Regions from separate parts of the Sus scrofa genome. Here region 1 is linked to region 2. A link is a contact called in public HiChIP or PLAC-seq data. All regions are on one chromosome and are shown on one strand. The core of a region is the stretch at or near the end of the contact, and the rest is flanking DNA. Distances in the headings are between cores, read along the strand shown.

What was found. HiChIP or PLAC-seq counts read pairs in DNA pulled down with a chosen protein or histone mark.
Region 1: an H3K27ac HiChIP or PLAC-seq map of skeletal muscle shows a contact between it and region 2. The contact joins the enhancer-like site here to the promoter of LOC106504536 in region 2. A contact is called at or near these places in 1 of 5 promoter capture datasets (liver), 15 of 47 Hi-C or Micro-C datasets (alveolar macrophages, blood, embryonic fibroblasts and 7 more) and 2 of 2 datasets of contacts at active chromatin or transcription factors (alveolar macrophages and skeletal muscle).

Annotation. Positions count from the first base shown.
Region 1 is chr7:111,534,950-111,537,918 of Sscrofa11.1, forward strand. No RefSeq gene overlaps it. Among named protein-coding and RNA genes, the nearest start is that of FOXN3, 200 kb to the left of the region's middle. Within about 2 kb of position 1,607, at least 76 of the 83 cell types and tissues checked have an H3K27ac peak or open chromatin away from gene starts, as enhancers often do. A contact at or near this core is called in alveolar macrophages, embryonic fibroblasts, liver and 4 more, where this site is marked.
Region 2 is chr7:111,452,076-111,454,775 of Sscrofa11.1, forward strand. It overlaps LOC106504536, which reads right to left and starts at 1,440. Exons shown (of 2, transcript XM_021099995.1): 1 at 1-1,440. The coding sequence starts at 74. It also overlaps a transcript of FOXN3 not described here.

The DNA.
Region 1 (2,969 bases), core at 357-2,856, 83 kb after region 2:
CTACTATCTAACACTTTACCAAATTTGAAGCAGATTTAGCAATTTGCCTTATGCACAAAAAAGTACTTAGGTCTGCATAGTGTTATACCTTCTTTTTTCTTCAGTTAGTGCTAAACATAAAACCATTATTTTCAGATCCTTGATCTAGCTTTCAGAATTTATCCTCTACTCTTCACCATGTGAAATAAAAGTTCTGTTTTGACACCAGGGAAAAATACAGAAACACACATATTTACACACAAATATAAATTATATGATCATTTGCCCAACACAATTACATTTCCAAGTGAAAAAGTATGTGAAAGTGGCTTTCTAAGAGATGAAGCATTCCGGCAAAATGCAAAATAAAAAAGTTCCAAGTGAATGATCCTTTAGGGTAGAAAAAGGTTAGCTGTGAATACGCTTGTGAAATATACTGTGGAGGATTCTCATTCTGAGATTATGATCGTTCTTGCCTCCAGGTTCAAGTGTTGCTCAATCAGCAAGGTGCTCAATTCACAGTGATTGCGGCGCATTTCCTCGTTGATCAGGAAAATGCGTAATCTCAGCCTAGACACATTTACCATAAAAATGAATATACGAAATAGGATTTTTGATTTAAATTTTCCAGTTGCAGCATATCGAGAAAAATATATGCAAGAGAAGATTCTGTTTGAAAAGCTCTAATTCAAATAAGTCCAAAAAGAACACATCTCTATGTACCTAACGCTGTCTTGCCATTAGATAGCAAGCTTTTCTCGCTCAGAGCCCTTGTCAATTTGATTAAACTCACAAACACGTGGCTGACTCCGCCCCTTTTAAAAATACTCTCTAGCCGAGCCGGAGGATGACTGAGAAGCATGTGGCTTTGTTTCTGTGAGTGGGTCCTTTAACAGAGCAATCAGAACACACAACACTAGCTAGAGGCGAATACGTTTAAATTTAATACCCCACAACTGAATTGCCCAAACGCAGATCATTGCAGAGAGGAATTCAGAAGAATGCAAATTCAAGTCCAGAATCCAGAATACCCTTCCAGCCATGGGCATTTTCAGTTTAAAAATGGGCCTCATGAAATATGATACTTATTTGTAGTGTCGTTTTAAAAGGCTAATTTTGGAAGCCGCTCTGTTTTCTGCATATTCTCTTTCCAAGATTAAAGATCCTTCAGGTGAAACACTTGATAGAAAAGAACGGGACCCTGGGTGTGTGTGTGTGTGTGTGTGTACACACATGTACGTGTCTCTTGCAACGGTAGAGGAAAAAAGGTCCAATGAAATTCCAAAACAGTTAATTCAGCCTAGACCTGGCCCGGATGACCAACTCTGTCCTCACGAGACAGCCAGGCCGTTAGCTGGCCCAGGCGGCTGGGAAGCGAGTGGGGACCAAGCGGCCTTGCAGCCCGGCGGCCACGCTTACAGATGGCGCAGGTCCCCGCCGGACCGAAGCTGGAGCTGGCGGTGGGGTGGGGGAAGGTCGCCCCGCAGCTCACGCGGGGCCCAGAGCCCTAGCTTCCTGCAGGTTCCGCCGGCGTCCGGCGGGGCGGACGCGCTACCATAGCAACGGCGGCCCGCCCCCCGCTTCCCGGCGCCGCCGCGCCACGCAGGGTGGGATGGGGCGGGGCGGCCGTTGCTAGGAAACCGGCGGCGGCCTTCCGCCTCCGCGGCGCAGTCTCTAGGCTTCCACCCTTCACCTACTTCAGCCCAGCCCGGAGGGAAGTGGGGGAGGGTCGGAGCGGCGGGCGAGGAGCTACATGGTGGCCCAGGGCCCGGGCCGTCCTCCTTTGAGGTCGACCCTTCCGGCCGGGAAGACGTCCTCTCTTCATTTGGCTTGTGTCCTGTGCCCGCAGAGGAGAAATGAACGGAAACACTTCGGCATTGCCTCTCCCGGGACTGGCTGTGTAAGGACAGTGACGTCCCCAAACTCCGCTGAGGACCTTTATCCGCCTTCTGAAAGGAACCCTTTTTTGAGCTTTACTAGGTCGAGGAGCAATGTTAAGCACTTGGCATACATGAACTCATTTTCTGTGCTGTGAAGCAGGAGCTAGTACCTTCATTTGAACATGAATAAAATGTGGCTACGGTCGGAGAACCGGTTGGCGTGGAGCCAGAATTTGATGTCCAGTCTTGCTTAACTTCAAGGTCCCTGCTTTTTTTTTAAATAGTTAAGTGTCCTCCGTCAGCTGCCTCTTGGCTAGCACATCGTCCCGTCCTTTGCCATCCAACCAACACACCAACTGGGACACGCTGTCTGGAAATGGTCTGACAAGGAGATGGAGAAGCTGAAATCGAGGTTGTCCAGAAAACCTGGCACATAGAGTTTACACTGATTTATCATCGATAATTTACAGATGTCCCAGTCTGTAATGTAGCAAGGGAGTTGCAACTTAGGGTTCTCAGATTCTTACTAAAGGAAGAGAATCTAAACCAAAGAATTTGCCAAAATCCAGATCAACTTGTTGTGTGTATCCCATGGTGGGCTACGTATTGTGGGAGATTAAAAGATTTCCCCCCCCCAAACAGGGCCTGTGCACAGAGAGTTTATTTGCTATTAGGAAACTGTCTTGTTTTGTCTTGATTCTTGATTGTGCAAGTAATTTATTAAGGACAAGCTTCCAGAAGACACAAATAAGGGAAGCAGAATAGGGCAGGAGGATAAGGCAAGCAAGGCAGGAATGTAAGGTCAAGTTCCAGCCTCAGCTTGATCCAGAGGCAGCTGTGGGGCACAAATTACACAGAGAGTTGCTCGGCCCTGAAGCAAGGGAGCTGGGTTTTTACACCCCTGCTCTTACCAGCCCCTGGCGATGGGCCTTCCTGAACACCCAACACTTCCAGGGTGAGTCTAGGTGAAGGGACTCTAATAGATTAAGGGTAGTTCTTTGAAGGCTGGAGGTGTGAGCCATTAGGAGAGAAGCACCCGGAAGCTAGAGGATGGGGACGGTGAACAAGTAAAGGGGGTCTGAGAGGGTTTGGGCAAAGTACCAAAAGCAT
Region 2 (2,700 bases), core at 190-2,689:
GATGAACTGGAGCTTAACGCCAAAGCCCGGGCTAAGACGTTTAAAAGGAAAACATTGGCGACAACTGAACTCATGGAAGGCGGATATGATTATCTGCAGCCCGTGTAAAAAGCGTGGGGCAGTAACTGGTTTCCGTGGTTTCTCCCTGTGCACTTGTGATATTGTACGTTCACAGACGGTAAGAGAGAGTGCGGGGTCCGGAAACAGAGGTTTCAAAAATATAACGCTCCCCCTGCATTGAAAAGTGTGTGTTTAAAACAATGTTTTCAACAGTTTTCCAGTGATTTTTTTCCCCATAACACGTCCTTTTGCATTTTGCTTTCTCTTACTTTATCACATGCTATTTTAAATAACAAAGGCCCATATGGCTAAACACGTAGTCATTTGATTTTCAAAAGACCTCAAAAATCGCAGCAGAATATGCACTCATGTATCTCCTAAGAAATCAACTAGAAAGAATTAATGCCGGCATATGGTGTGCTTCATGGAGAAAACTTAATTACAAATTAAAACGAATGCAAAAATTCACAAATTCAGTAAACTGAAAGTAAATTATGATCCTAGATGTATACACTAATCAGCTTACATATAGTTAGAGAAAATCTAAGTTCTGGATTTCTTCTTTAATGGCGCAGAGTGTTAAATGAACCCTTATAAGAAATCCCCCTGGTTTACCCCCAAAAGGGCTTTCAGTGCCCTCCCAGCACCTTCATTTACTGCAGCCCACCTGGAAGACAACTTTTTAAACTTGCAAGTCCTCATTTAAGGGGACGATTCTATTCGCTCTTAATTCAAAATAAAAGTGCTTTAATTTGAAAAGCCTGTTTGAAAGGGTTTAAGGCTAGAAGCTTTCTTTCAGTCTTTGCTCTCACCAAGTTTGAAGGTCACAATTCTGTAAAACTGCTAATAACAATGGCACTGCGGTTTGACACCAAAAGGAAAATCAAACATGTGTTTTCTGAGTGCTATTTTTAGAGCTCAAAAAAGTCCCTTTGAAAATTACTCTGGCCCTCCTCCTTCCCAATTACAGCTAAATAAATGTAATGGAAGATTTTCAGTATTAATTAAACATCAAAGGTACCGTTTCTGCTGCCTTGTGTCCACGCAGAGAACTTTTTGTAATATGTTACACTTGTCCATCTTCAGAGTCCTCACACAGACATGTCATGTGATCTTTACCACGCTTCAGGGATGAAACAGACACTGTAATCCTTGGTTTTCAAATGAGAACGTGGGGGTCCCAGAGGGTTACCCTGACCTGTCCAGCATCACAGAGCGGGTCCTCAGAGAAGCTGGGATCCCCACATCTCAGACACCAACGTTTCCAACAGACTCCTGCTTTTTCAAGGGCACCACCTGGCCTCCTGACGATTCAGCTGCAAATACCGTGGAAAATGAAGTATCCAGAACAAAACAGCAAGTACCCTTCCTAGTCATCATGTCTTACCTGTTTTAGAGCAGCGATTTTCCAGACTGAACATGAGAGGCAAGTTGCAAATGCTTTAGTCTCTGCTAAATGAGACAGCTGACTGGACAGATTTCCGTCCTGTGGCGGTCCAGGGCCCCCTGGTCAACTGAAAACTTGAAACTGGGTAGCCAAACAATGCCCGTCACCTATACATACACCTTTTTGTTCTTTATCAGAGACTAGAAACTGACTCCACTTGACACGTGGAGGAGGGAAGTTTTCTCAAGCGGAGCTTGGTTTTCTATGTCCCAGCACTGAAAGTCCTCAAGGACCCTGGAACCTTAGACGTTTCTGATACCAGGTGGCCTATCTGTGAGCTCCAGGGCGTCTCTTCCCCAACCTGGTGACAAGCGGGGCGTTACTTCTCAGTCCTCCGGCACCCATGGGAAAGTCACCAGTCAGTTCTGTTTGTGGCATTCCACTTCCTCCTCCGCTCTGCCGAAAGGAAATGTGACGACTCTGATGATGTGTCCCAAACCACCTAAATACCAGCCCGGTGAGGGCAGGGTGACCCTAACCGAACAGACAGAAATATCTGACTCTTAGAAACGATTTACTCCTCTTCTTGGGCAGCTCCTCAAGAAGAGGCTGGGCCTGGCAGCACCCTGGGAAGAGGTGGCCCACCTTCCTGGGGAAGCACAACGAAGGATAAACTCACTGGTGAGTTCGTGTGATTGACCATGAGTCTAATTATAGTCACAACATCCACCTGGCCTTCAAATGTTGCAAAGGCCAGGCTGAAAGTAATCTTAGCACCAAAACGGGGTGATGAGAAGCTGAAAAGGAAAGCTGGTAGAGAGCAATTCCTCAAAGCTAGAGCACACCAGAGAAGGGATTGGTCAAAAGAAACCGTCATCCAGCCAGCCAGCCAGCCAGCCAGCCAGCCAGCCATTCTGTATACCTCAAACATTGAAAACTTAGGTGTAGTCCTGTTCCAGGCTCTGGGTATAAAAGATATTATAATGCATCATACGGAGCTCTCAGGTTGCAAAGCACTGCATAGGTGCTGCAGTAAAACCATGTTACAGGCATTGTGTTCCAATGCCAGTGGTCCTGATCCTGGGCCGGTCTCAGCCTTGCCTTCCGCTCTGTTTAGCTGGGAGCCGATTCTCATAGGCCAAGTTTTATAGAATCCTGGGTCAGTTGGCTAATGGCTGGATATGGCCCAAGAGAGGTGTTGGAGCGAGAGTGGAAGGTGGAGAAAAGGAGAGGCCGGAGAATTTCATCATCCC